Regions from separate parts of the Sus scrofa genome. Here all the other regions are linked to region 3. The links are chromatin contacts, called in public promoter capture Hi-C maps. All regions are on one chromosome and are shown on one strand. Each heading gives the region's core, a stretch centred on a gene start, on an enhancer-like site or on the middle of the called end of the contact. The rest is flanking DNA. Distances are from core to core; before and after follow the strand shown. Region 1 overlaps LOC100519216 (a long non-coding RNA gene). Region 2 overlaps ST6GAL1 (beta-galactoside alpha-2,6-sialyltransferase 1). Region 3 holds the start of ADIPOQ (adiponectin, C1Q and collagen domain containing).

Evidence for each region. Promoter capture Hi-C pulls out the DNA fragments that hold promoters and counts their contacts.
Region 1: a contact with region 3 is called in a promoter capture Hi-C map of liver, with 5 times the contacts expected there. The contact joins the enhancer-like site here to the promoter of ADIPOQ in region 3. A contact is called at or near these places in 1 of 5 promoter capture datasets (liver) and 5 of 47 Hi-C or Micro-C datasets (embryonic fibroblasts, liver, mesenteric adipose tissue and 2 more).
Region 2: a promoter capture Hi-C map of liver shows a contact between it and region 3, with 4 times the contacts expected there. The contact joins the enhancer-like site here to the promoter of ADIPOQ in region 3. A contact is called at or near these places in 1 of 5 promoter capture datasets (liver), 6 of 47 Hi-C or Micro-C datasets (alveolar macrophages, blood, embryonic fibroblasts and 3 more) and 1 of 2 datasets of contacts at active chromatin or transcription factors (alveolar macrophages).

What each region holds. Positions count from the first base shown.
Region 1 is chr13:124,836,821-124,841,098 of Sscrofa11.1, reverse strand. All of the region lies in intron 3 of LOC100519216 (a long non-coding RNA gene), which reads left to right. It overlaps ST6GAL1 (beta-galactoside alpha-2,6-sialyltransferase 1), which reads right to left. Exons shown (of 7, transcript XM_021070037.1): 7 at 3,252-4,278. Among named protein-coding and RNA genes, the nearest start is that of RTP1, 97 kb to the left of the region's middle. Within about 2 kb of position 1,513, at least 9 of the 83 cell types and tissues checked have an H3K27ac peak or open chromatin away from gene starts, as enhancers often do. A contact at or near this core is called in liver, where this site is marked.
Region 2 is chr13:124,761,229-124,765,272 of Sscrofa11.1, reverse strand. The region is part of intron 2 of ST6GAL1 (beta-galactoside alpha-2,6-sialyltransferase 1); the gene reads right to left. Among named protein-coding and RNA genes, the nearest start is that of ST6GAL1, 64 kb to the right of the region's middle. Within about 2 kb of position 2,447, at least 4 of the 83 cell types and tissues checked have an H3K27ac peak or open chromatin away from gene starts, as enhancers often do. A contact at or near this core is called in liver, where this site is marked.
Region 3 is chr13:124,631,945-124,636,186 of Sscrofa11.1, reverse strand. ADIPOQ (adiponectin, C1Q and collagen domain containing) reads right to left here and starts at 2,281. Exons shown (of 4, transcript NM_214370.1): 1 at 2,242-2,281.

The DNA of each region.
Region 1 (4,278 bases), core at 264-2,763, 210 kb before region 3:
TTGGGCTTTCTCTATACATCTCAGCTTTTCCTCTCTGTGGAGTGAACCTAAGCAGATCCTATGTGTGATACCCCAAAAGGCTGGAGAAGCTGGCCACCCCACTATTTCTTTCCTAGAAAGGGCAATTCTTTCTAGCAGGAAGTTTTGTCTAAGAAGTGCCAGTTTAGAGGGATGGGATGATGCAGACAAAATGAAACTAATTTTCTTCTCTTCTTGTGTATTTATCCTTCCATTTTTTGCTAAGATTTCTTAAATGGAATCCAGAGCTCTCCCAGAGCTATTGTTGTTCATGACTAGCTGTCTAATTGTTGGTCTCTGTGTGGGGATAGAACTTGGGGTCTCCTATGTTGCCATTTTGGTGCCATCATTCTCCTTGTTACTACTGTCATCAGTGTTTTCTCTGTAACTTCATCACAGAACCAGGCATGGTGTATATGCACACCAATATCCATCAGTTGAACTGATGAGTGGCTGGGTCGATGGAGGAATACATTTAATTTTTTTTTACATTCTAAAAGAAAAGGGTGCAGAGATAGCTAGCAGGATTGGTGGGTGCTAGATCCAGAGTTTTAAGTGCACTTTAGCTCTGGACCAGAGAGTCTTCTAAGTGAAGGTTGCTGAGTTAGGCAATAGTAGACACTTCAGTGTAATGATAAATTTAGAAAGTGATACCACTCTTGAGTAGTGGGCTGGCAGTGTTGGTGTTCTTCCAGTTGGTAAACATGAAATACTGCTCTGTGGCTTCTGATGGAATTTACCATTATCTGACAAGAAATAACTCACATGAGTGAAACTGAAGGGAAAAAAGCTGAGGTTACTAACTGCTCGCCAAGTACAGCAGACGGTGAAATCAGCCTGGTCACCACCGGCCAAACCACCAACTCCCTTCTCTTGGTAAGCACTGCCTGGAGCACTGTAAGCTACTACAGTCGGATTATTTTATGGTAAAAGTGGCCACTCAGTGTTTCTCTATGTTTTTACTTTCACCTAGAACTCTCAGTTGAAAATACTTTATTACTCTGCTGCCAGGGCCACCCACTTTCCCTGTGAAATGTGTTCCAAGAATGGAATATTTCCTATTTGGAGAAAAAGGGTTCATGTAAAAACCTAGCAGATATTTCCCTTTTGATCTACTTCCAGAGATTCAAGAAGGTGCACAACCTTTCTTCAGCCTAAGTTGCACAGTATAGCAATCCTTCAGCTATTTTCGTGTTTGTGCCTAAGACTGCTCCTTTTCCATTTTTCTGATCATGTCTCAGGCTAGACCGTTGACAAGTGAATTTCAGGGCTTCTCAATAAAGACCTTTATGGAACTTTTCCCCACCTATTTTAAGATTCTTTCAGTCTTTCTTTGGCAAGAGGTAAAAACAAACATCTGAGAGTGAGAGCTGTGCATGATTCCAGGACAGAGCTTTCAGCCCCGACTCTGTTTGTTCAGCTGGACAGGCACACCTGTAGGCTGCTTGTGGTGGGGGGGCCATTACTGGTATGGGTGGAGCCTACTGCTGGGGTGTGAGGCATTCCCTAGAACAAAGAGCATGGAGCTGTGCTTCAGTCAGTAAGGAGAGCTCTTGATGGGGTGGGTGTGGAGCTTGCAGGTGCACGTCTCTCTCTCTTGACTGGCCTTTCTCTTTGTGGCTTCTGGCTGATGAGGTAAAGAGGAACCAGGATCTCATTTTTCCTCCCTCACGCCTAACATACACATCTTACAATAAGCAGTAGATACAAGGTAAAGGCAGCCTGGGGAGGTTGCAGAAGCTCCCTCCAGACCTGAATAGGAAAGCCCAGGGCCACCCCAAGGCCCAGATCTCCAGCTAAAAGCATCTTACAGAAATTTAGGGCCACTGTAAATTTGGCAAGCACAAATCTCTATTTCCAAACTACTTAACATCTCCTTTTCTGTCACTTCTATTTTGTGCTCCCATTCTCCTGGGACTCAGGCAAAAACCCAATCTCAGCCAAGGTGAAATTACATCTGAGTTCCAGGGAACTTGCAGTGCTAAGGGGTTAGGGTCAGGAAATGCAGTCTTGTATATTATCCGACCTTATAGCACTGCTCAGGCATCCCTCATTTATGATCTGGTCAGGAAGGGGCATTCATTCAGCTGCTTCTCTGCCTCTCCATGCTTGGGATCTCTTCAGAGCTGTCTATGGTCCCACCTGCCTGGACCAGCACCCTGTGATGCTTTGCTCTCCTGGGATTTGCAGGTCCTTCCTTCCTAGAATCTCGGCTAGGGACAGGTACACAGGGCCCTCTCTCCAGGCCCTGAGGCTGCCACCTTCCTCTCACTGTTCTTTCCAGCCTGGGTTCGGGAACTCTGTTGTAGAGGGGGTGGGGAGTTACAAGCCAGGGTGGGGGAATGTTTGTCTGCTAGGGCTGCTGTAACAGTGCCACTGACTGGGAGATTTCAACAGCAGAACTTTATTATCTGACAGTTCCAGAGCCCAGGAGTCTGGGATCAAGTTGCCTGGCTGATCCTTTTGAGGGCCATGAGGGAAAATGTCCTGTGCCTCTTCCCTGGTTTCTGGTGGTCTGCTGGCAGTCTTCAGTTTGTGGAAGCAGCACCCTGATCTCTGCCTTTATCATCACATGGCATTCTCCCTGTGTGTATGTCTGCCTCCAAATTCCCTTTTTATAAGCATACCATTCATGCTGGATTAGGGGCTCATCCTGCTCCAATATGACCTCATCTGAACGAATTACCTCTGCCACAACCCTCTTTCCGAACAAGGTCACATTCTGAGGTACTAGGGGCTAGGACTGCAACATAAGAATTTTAGGGGAACATATTCAAGCCATCACAGGAGGTGGGCAGTTTATGGGGAAAGGAATTATTTTGTTCTCCCCTTGCTCCTGCTCCTCCTCTAGATTTTATCCAAACAATCGGGCTCTTCCCTGAGGACATCATTCCTATAATGGTGTTGGTTAGGCTTTTGGAAACCAAAGTGAGGACCTTCCTTTCATTCTGCTTTCTGCCCTACTGCAGCCCTTCCCTGAGGTGTTGGATGAACAACAGTTTAGTCCTTTGACTCCAAGCAAGAGCAAAAGGAAGAAAAATTAATAAACCAGTCACTCTCTCCAAGATGCTATCCTGCCCCGCGAGTGAGCACTCCTTTTCCTGGAGTATTGAGAAGAGAGGCAGGGTCCAGAGGAGGATTCGGGGATTCAAGATACCAGGTGTGTCTTCTTCAGAGACAAGAATTGACATTGAGCAGTCATTTCCTTAGGAAGAAGTAAAAGAGGGACAAGCTTTTCTAAAAAATATTTATTTAAAACTTTTACATAATCATTTGGTAATTCAGAATTGGTTTAGGCCTTTTGCAGACATTTGAGATGGATGCCTTAACCCCAAACCTGTAGCAATAGCTTATTTGATTGATGGGAGCACTTGAGGGACCCCATGATATAGAAGAAACAGATGGCTAGAAAAGAGAGAGTGTGTTAGAGACAGGAGCTTTCCTGAAGGACTCAGTTGTAATTTTGAAATTATCTGTCACAAACATTCAGCATCTTAACCAGACTAACAACAATAGCCGCAGCTTAATTTGCATTTTACCAGTTGCATATCGAGAAAGCATAGAATTGAAAGTTCTGTAGACCTCAGAATCTGACTTAAATTAATTTAATCCCTTATCTTAATAACAATTAAAAACTAGCATCTACCCAGTGTAGTCTTAGCGTCACCCCAGCACCTGTCTCCTGATGGAATGCCGTCTCCCTTTGTGCTCGGTACTCAGGACCCAAAGGTCACCAGGAGTTCGTGTACCCAGAGATGTGTAAAAGACTCATGCCACACAGCCAACCGTGGCCCAAGTGCTCTGAGCAGATCCGGCCTGAGCTGCAGGTGGCGAGGGGCATGTTCTATACCCTCCACTGCCTCAGATGGTTTCCAGGGTGTTCCAAGTAGGGTAAGTGATGTCTCCCAGTAAGACAATTAATTCCCTGAGGACAAGGCTCTCTCTCCAGCCTCCTTCGGAGCAGGGTCCTGCCAGGTGTGAGCACAGAGCAGGCCTTTAGTAAAGGAAGAGAGGAATCCAGCATGTACTAAGCACCTGTAACATGCCAGGTAACCCTCACGACAGCCCTGTGAGGCAGGTTCATCACCCATTTTACAGATGTGGAAACAGAGGCTCAGGAGAATTTGCCCATGGTGGTGTAGCTAGTAACAGGGAGCATCAGTTTGAAACCCAGGGCTTCTCACTCCAGGGCTCTTCTGCCTATGGAAGCCAATGGTTTGGCACCAATTGAGTACTCCAGCTCCACCACAGCTGGTGTGG
Region 2 (4,044 bases), core at 1,198-3,697, 130 kb before region 3:
AGGATTTTTAGATAATATCCTTGGGGCCAAATTTTCATATATGAATATAGGAATAGTTCCCGTCTCACTCTCTCTCTCTCTCTCTCTCTCTCTCTCTCTCTCTCTCTGAGAGCTCTTGTGAGGAGAAAAGTAAGGAAACACTTTGGCAATATAAAGTAGCATACACGTGAAAAGGATATTTAAGTGCTGACTTAGGGTTCTGCCCAGAATGGCAGTTCCTAAACATCACTGCTGTCTGACGGATTGGGAATCATGCTTCTCCTAAAAATTCTGTATTCTTTAATAGTACGAGTTCACAAATAATTGGCAAATATAGCTTACGTGCAATCTATAATAAAACATCAAATGCCAAGAAGCAAATTTAATTAAAGATAGACAAGACTTCTTACTGAAAGCTACAAAACCTTACTGAGAGAAATTAAGGTAAGACCTAAATAAACGGGAACATGTACCACATTTATGAATTGGAAGGCTCAGGTTTGTTAAAACGTCAGTTTCCCCCCAAATAGATGGTGATGGTAAATTTTATTTGTCAACTTGACCGGGCCACGGGTGCCCAGATATTTGGTCAAACTTATTCTGGGTCTGGCTGTAAGGGTGTTGATAAGATGAATACTTGCCTATCCTGTTCATTCTGTGTCTCCGGAGAACCCTGACTAGTACATTGATTCATAGCTTCAGTGCATTCTCAGTCAAAATCCCAGCAGGAGTTTTGTAGAAATTAGCAAGCTAACTATAAAATTTTGAAGAAAATACAAAGGACCTAGATAGCAAAAGCAACTGAAAAGAGAACAAGAGTTAAAGGATTTAAATTATTAGACATTATAAAACCAAAAGACCATGGTATAAGGACAAACAGATTAATGAAAAAGAACAGAATCCATAAATAACAGTAACAATTTTTTATAATAGTTTTAATTTTTTACAGTGGTATCAGTGAAATTCAGTGAAGAAAGTCTTCTTAATAAATTACTCTGGAGTGTCTGGACATCTGTATGGGGGAAAAAGGAAGCTTGAACTTGAAGCTTCACTCTATCCATCAATTTAATTTGAAGTGGATCTTAGACCCACATGTGAAAATTCAAACTATAAAATTTCTAGAAGAAAATATAGGAGACTATCTTCATAATCTTGGGGTAGGCAAAGATTTCTCAGACAAGACACAAAGGCACTAATAATAAAAGGAAAAATAATGAATACAAACTTCAACACATTTAAAGTCCAAGTAAATAACTTTTAAATAAAAAGTGACCCTACCAACTAATTTTAGTTTTCAGTGTGAGAAAGACTTAAGATCCAGGCTTAGAGATGACTGTCCCAAAGCGAGTACATGCACCCAAGATGTTTTAGGACCTCACATAGGGTACCAGCCTTGTATCTCGCCAACATGGTAGGCTCAGAATTAGGAAACATTTACAAGAACAAGACAAGGTTTTTGTCACTGGGCCATCAGAGTAGCCCTAGGAGATAGACTCACCTAGACTACTGAGCAATGTAATTCCACCTGCAGTCCTAAAGTCACTCAGGCAAAGAAGAAAGCAGGTTGGGTTAGAGTTGACACACTGAGGGCCAGAAACACAAGAAAATTTTAAAAGCACCTGATCACTCTCCCTCCATTTTTTTTTTTTAATAGCCATACCCACGGCATATGGAAGTTCCCAGGCCAGGGATGGATTTCAAGCCACAGCTGTGACGTACATCACAGCTGTGGCAACACCAGATCCTTTATCCCACTGTGCCAGGCCAGGGAGAACCCGTGCTTCCACAGTGACCCAAGCCACTGCGGTCAGGTTCTTAGCCCACTCCTCCAAAGTGGGAACTCCTCTATTCCATTCTCATAGACGGAAAACTGACGTCCAGTGCAACAGAGAAGGCTACAGCACCAGTTTGTGACAGAGCCAAAATGGAACTCAGATTTCCTGGCTCCCTGTCAAATCCTTCTGTCATCACGTCTGGCTTCAGGGTCTGGCCAGACTTCCCAGAAGATGGAAGGGACTCACACTGGTCCTAAAAATGTGAATACTTGAGCCAGTGTTTGTGAAGTTCTCGGGATACTGTCCAACATACAAGAGGCGCTCAGGAAAGAATACTATTACTAGGTTAGGTTGGACTTGCCAGATAAGCAGTGACAAAGGTGGCCTCAAAGTCAACATTTGAATAGCCAGGCTCATTTCATACCAAGATTATTCCTCTACCTGCCTAGCACCTCACACTACCAGGCACTTCCATCCAAGGAGAGCCAGGGAGGCCTGGGCCTTCTCGAACCCACAGAGTATGAAGACTAAAAAAGGAAATATCTCTCCTTTCTGTTGATATGCTCAGAGTCCATATTTACCCCTGGGGCAGAGGGGGTGGGGACCGGAAAGCTACAGATTGGACATGAACAGACCACAGAACTGTCGTCATCCCAAATGCCTGGCAAGGACGGATGGAACAGATGGGAACTGGCGAACTGTTGAAAGAGAGAAGCTGCTTAGGGGTGAGAAACCATTGGGTTGAGGGAAGACCATTGCCTCCCAGGGTATGTGGAAGTGCAGGCACAGGGAAGTCCTTTCACCTTCCCAGTCAGAAATATGATTGAATTCATTTGCCTCAACCCACTTTGCAGCCCCACCTCCCCCTATGCTACACATACCTTCTAACATCACAGGCAGGTTTTTGCAAGTCTCTCCACTCAGCCAACACCGACTTATGAAGGGCTACACTGGTCAGGCCCGGGGCTGGGCACTGAGAATGCAGGGGTGACTGCAGAGGAGAAAAGGAATCACAGCACAGTGGGTAGCACTTGGAGAAGCTGGTCATCCAGTCTGGATGGTTGGAGAAGCCTGCTGAGGAGGCATCACCACTTGAACATGAAGAGGAGGAAGAGTCGGGACAGACAAGGAGGGGTGGATGGAATGAGTCTGTTCAGGTACCTCCTTGGTCACGTTTTGCTTTTCCCTAAGAATGTGGGTTCACCTTATCAGTTAGACAGTCTTGATTTGTGTTGCTAAGCATAAAGAAACACTTGATACCTTCCATAAACCTGACAGCTGATGCTAACCATAAGTGAGAGCCCTGGAATCAATAAGTATGTGAAGTATCAACCATTGTCTGTGAAATGATGCTCTCGCTAACCTTAAAAACAAGATTTCCTTAAAAACCTGTTCAAAGCTTCAGGGACGTGAAATTGTTGACTCGCCTCCCATTTGTTACAGATTGATCCCAAACCTGCAGTGTGGATAATGAAATACAATGTACCCACACCTATGGTAAGATCTGAGCTAATTATAATAGAACAGCTGCTTAGACCTAGGGGACAAAGCTCTGCCTTTTGAGGAGCAGAAAATAAAAGCAAAGCACAATGCTTTTCTTTTCATTATATTTATGGAGGGCCTTTTATGTGCAAGACGCTGTGCTAAAGGCTACATTATCTCACTAAAACCACCTGAAGTCTCTGTGAGGCATGTGCTATAATCCCATTTTACAGATGAGGAAGCTCAAGGGCAGAAAGGTTATGTAATTTGCCCAAAGACAATACCTAGAATGTTCTGGAACTGAGATTTAAACCCACATTTACATTTGATTGAGTCCGAATTAGGTGTAGGACCCTCTTCTTAGTACTCCTCAAGTCCTGACTCCTTTAAGCCTCCCAGGGTTAAAGGAGCTGCCACTGTCCTCCCCATTTTAGATGAAGAAATGAAGCAAAGAAAGACTAGATAGGGTGCTCAATGTCCCACGTCTTCCTCACTCCAAAGCGCATGATGGAGCCACGTGCCTTTGGGATGTGGAAGGAAATGGGAAGTCATCCCCTCCCCGCAGTCTCTGTGCAGTTCGGAATGGAGCTCCAGCCTGTGGCTTTGGCAGGCTCAGGCTGAACTTCGGGGAAGTGCCCGGTCTAGAACTAAAGGTTTCAAGGATTACGCTTGGCCCTCACCATCAGTCTGAAAAACAAAACAAAACAAAACCAAAAAAACCCATTTAACCAACCTTCCTCCAAGGAAGGTGTCCTGCACTGACGGTGGCCTCACCTGCTCCTCTGGTCAGTTACATCAGGGATGCTCT
Region 3 (4,242 bases), core at 1,032-3,531:
TTCTGCTGCACCATGATGGGAACTCCGGTGAGGGTACTTTGGAGTACAAACTGCATAAGGCAGTTTCAAACCATATTTTATTTAATTCTCCTCATAGCCCTGCTTTTTTTTTTTTTTTCTTTCTTTCTTTCTAGGGCCACACTTGCTGCATATGGAAGTTCCCAAGCTAGGGGTTGAATCAGAGCGGCAGCTGCCATCCTTTCAATAGCCACAGCAATGCCAGATCTGAGCCACATCCATTACCTATACCACAGCTCATGAAATTGTGGGATCCTTAACCCACTGAGCAAGGCCAGGGATCAAACCCCAAACCTCACAGAGACAACATCGGGTCCTTAACCCACTGAGCCACAATGGGAAATCCTCATAGCCTTGCTTTTGACTCCACTAAATAGAAGAATCTGAGATTTCAAGAGACCAAGATGCCGGCTTAAGGTCATGAGACTCTTGGGTTGAATGAAATGACATGGCTGGTTTTTAAGGTCAAAAATGATAAAATATGGGCAATTTCACACGGTGCAATCTAATGATAAATGACAGAACCAGGAATCAACTAGGCTCTTCCCAAATCCTAGGAGCATTACCTGAACGCTTTCACTTGGCAGCCCCGCACCCAACACTCTCTCTCCACACACACACACACCTGTTCTCAAGGAACTGGTTAAGCAGAGCATCCCCCCACCACATTTTGGGTATCAGTGTCTCTCCTGATTGACAGCTTCTACCTCCTGACCTCAGCCAAGTGTCTGGGGCCACTGGTCTTCCAACTTGACAAGGAGTAGGGGAGCAGCCTGATCTCAGAGCCACCTTAGAAATGACAAGAAGCAAGTCTTGTGTCTCTTTACAACTCCTCAAGAATTAAGGGAGGGAGGCAGCAAGAACAGCCAGTTAAGCTGCATGGCTCCCTTTCCACTGCTCAGCTTCCAGAACAAAGCTGACACCCTCATGTTTCTTTGTGCATATTCTGCCAGTATCAAGGCCCCCCTATTCCCCAACCTTGTCAGGATGAGCCAACCTTACCCCAAATGGATGGAGTTACCAGGAGCGAGGTGGCTGCACCGCTTGCAACGCTTGATCTGAAAATCCAAAACCTCTCCAGGAGTTCCCATCATGGCTCAGTGGTTAACGAATCCAACTGGGAACCATGAGGTTGCAGGTTCGATCCCTGGCCTCGCTCAGCGGGTTAAGGATCCATCGTGGCTGTGAGCTGTGGTGTAGGTCACAGACGCGGCTCAGATCTGGTGGTGTTGTGTTGCAGGCCAGCAGCTACAGCTCTGATTAGACCCCTAGCCTGGTAACCTCCGTATGCCACCGGTGCGGCCCTAGAAAAGAAAAAAAAAAAAAAACGAAAAAGAAAAAAATTCTCCAGAGCAGGGACCCACATCTCCTGACACCCAAGGGCTGGCCTGATCTCTAAAATCCCTCCCACTCAGTCTCTGCATCTATGGCTGCAAACAACCAGGAGGCCACAAGTGCAATGCTCCCTGGGACAAGCAGGATTGGGCTTGGGAAAGGCGGGGCAGATCCAGTTGTTCTGTCAGAGGATGTCTGCTACAAAGAAAATGTTGCATGAGCTCCCTGTACATGGCAGGCCCTGTGCTCACTCTACTTCATTTGAACATCTCAGTCACCTTGTGTGGTACCTCCACATGGGTGCAGACATGCCCATGTTTACAGATACCCCCAAAGCTACAGATAATGACTGGGCCCCACCCATCTTTGTTTCTCACGAACCCTACCCAGAGTCTGGTCCGTTGAATCTGCTCAATAAACACTGCTGACTAGAATCCAGTGGTAGAGTTGAATTCCAAACTCAGTCTCCCCAGGCTGCATCTTCATGTGCTCCTTTCTCTGCCCTACCTGGTCAAGTGGAGAAGCAATTCATCCCCTGCTCCTCTTATCTAAATGGACTTTATCGCTGGACCATGCTTCCTGCTTCACTGACCCCAACATTTTCTTTAGTTAGCCATCTCACCACAGAGTGAATTGGGCAAAATTCAGGATGGTTCCAGGCATCCTGATCACAATGAACAATTCCCTTTTCTCTAGGAGCCGTGGGGAAATTAAGGAAGAAACCCAAGGCCAGTCTGCCTCCACCAGGGCTGCCCTGGCCAGGGTTTTGCCTATATCACCTCCCCACCCTGCCACGATGGGGAAAGCATGAGCACGCCCCAACCCCAGGTTCCCTTTCGGGACAGCCACCTTTACCTACAGCCTGGAATTCCAATCACTTGTCCTTACCCTCAGGTGTGGAATCAGAGCCACAGACTGCAGTCAGGATGGAAATGAGGAGAAGGTGGCCCAGCCTCTGCAGCCTGGTACTCATGGGGAAGGCAGTCCCCACCTCGAAATTGTTGCTTCCCATTGGCCAGCGTGCTGAGGCCCAGAGACCAGTGGGTGGGCTCACACCCCTGGCGGCTGCTTCAGGTCTCCACCCTGGGGAACCTGGTGCAACCCAGCTCCAGCTTGGGAAGCCAAGTGGGGCTTCAGTCACCACACTCACGTTTCCAGGCCTCGGCCCTTAGACTTGCCTCCTATAACAGGGACAGAAAATGGGGCCAAGGGTCAATACTAGAGGCAGGAAAACAATATATTTCCTTATGTAAAATTAATGGCCTGGTGGTCCAGGAGACCTCCCTCTCCCCAGAGATTTGCTCTAATAAGTCCAGGGAACCAATTACACCATCACACTCATTGTGCACGACAGGGAAAAGGAAATGAAATATAGCAAGAAATACAATGCATCCTTCACTTTCTGGCCTGAACTCCAGACTGGGGGAAGACTTTGCATGTTAATTTGGAGAACTGATGTGAGGAGATGTTTCTGAGGCAGTATAAGGCAGGGCCAGATTAAAACCATTGAAAGGCCCTGAATTCCAAAAGATGTTGGAGCCCTCCTTGTGTGGGATTCAAATTAAATATATCGGAAAAACATTTATTAAATAGAATATTAGAATATCGTCTTTCACTGTTTTTTGTTGCCAAAACTCTGGAGATGTTTTTGAAAACCAACTTTTTTTTTTTTTTTTTTTTTTTTTTGCCATTTCTTGGGCCGCTCCCGCGGCATATGGAGGTTCCCAGGCTAGGGGTCGAATCGGAGCTGTAGCTGCCGGTCTACACCAGAGCCATAGCAATGCTGGATCCGAGCTGCGTCTGCAACCTATACCACAGCTCATGGCAACGCCGGATCTGAAAACCAACTTTTTATATATGTGTGTGAAGTGCTCCTTTTTCCAATGTCTGATGCCTGGGCCTGATCCACCTACTGGTGAACGCTGCTCTGGGCTGGAAGTGGCCTGGAGGCCCGGCGGCTCTAACCCACATCATTGTCTCTAGAAGGCTTAGGCTTAAAGTGGCAACGTTCATCACCTTGGACTCTTTTTGACAACTCCACATTCCATTTTTGAACGGCAGCATCAGAGCCAGTTCCTGCAAGCCACAGATTCTGATGCATTAAATCATGACGCCAGCAAAGGCTCAGGACCCCAGCAACAACTTCTGCAAGGCATTCAGAAACAGAATTTCTCAGGCAGAGTCTGGACGAGCCTGCCCCTAAATACCACCTCTGCTGGCCACACAGAGCCTAAAAGTCTACCAGCAAAGTCAAGTCCAATCTAAAGCTTCGTCTCCTGCTAATATGCAAGTATGTCCAGAAAAGCCCAGTAGGACTTTGAGATTGGAGTCACGAGTCTCTTCTCAAGAGCCCACTGGCTCAGTGAAGCGACTTACGAAAATTAGGTTCTAGTTTATTAGATATGTTGCACTCAGGAGAAAACAGAAACTGTGACAATTCTTGGTTACGCCAGTGTTTTATTTTTACTATGGTATCGTATTTATTTGGGGTTTGTTCCACCATGTGTCTTTCCTTCCTCAAATGTAAACTTCATGAGAGCAAGTGCCTTGCCTGTTCAATGGTTTGTCCCCAAGCCCCTAGAATAAGATCTGGTATGAGATGGGCAGTGATAAATGCTGAATCAAAAATAAGAGAGTAATGGAACTCCACATTGGGAGTTAAGAACCTGACAAGTATCTGCGAGGCTACGGGTTTGACCCCTGGCCTTGCTCAGTGGGTTAAGGATTCGGCATTGCCACAATCTATTCTAAACTGAGGCATAGGTTGCAGGTGTGGCTCGGATCTGGTGTTGCTAGTTGCTGTGGCTGCAGCTCTGATTCAACCCCTAGCCCAGAAACTTCTATGTGCCAAAGATGTGGCCGTAACAAGAAAAATAAAATTAAAAAGAG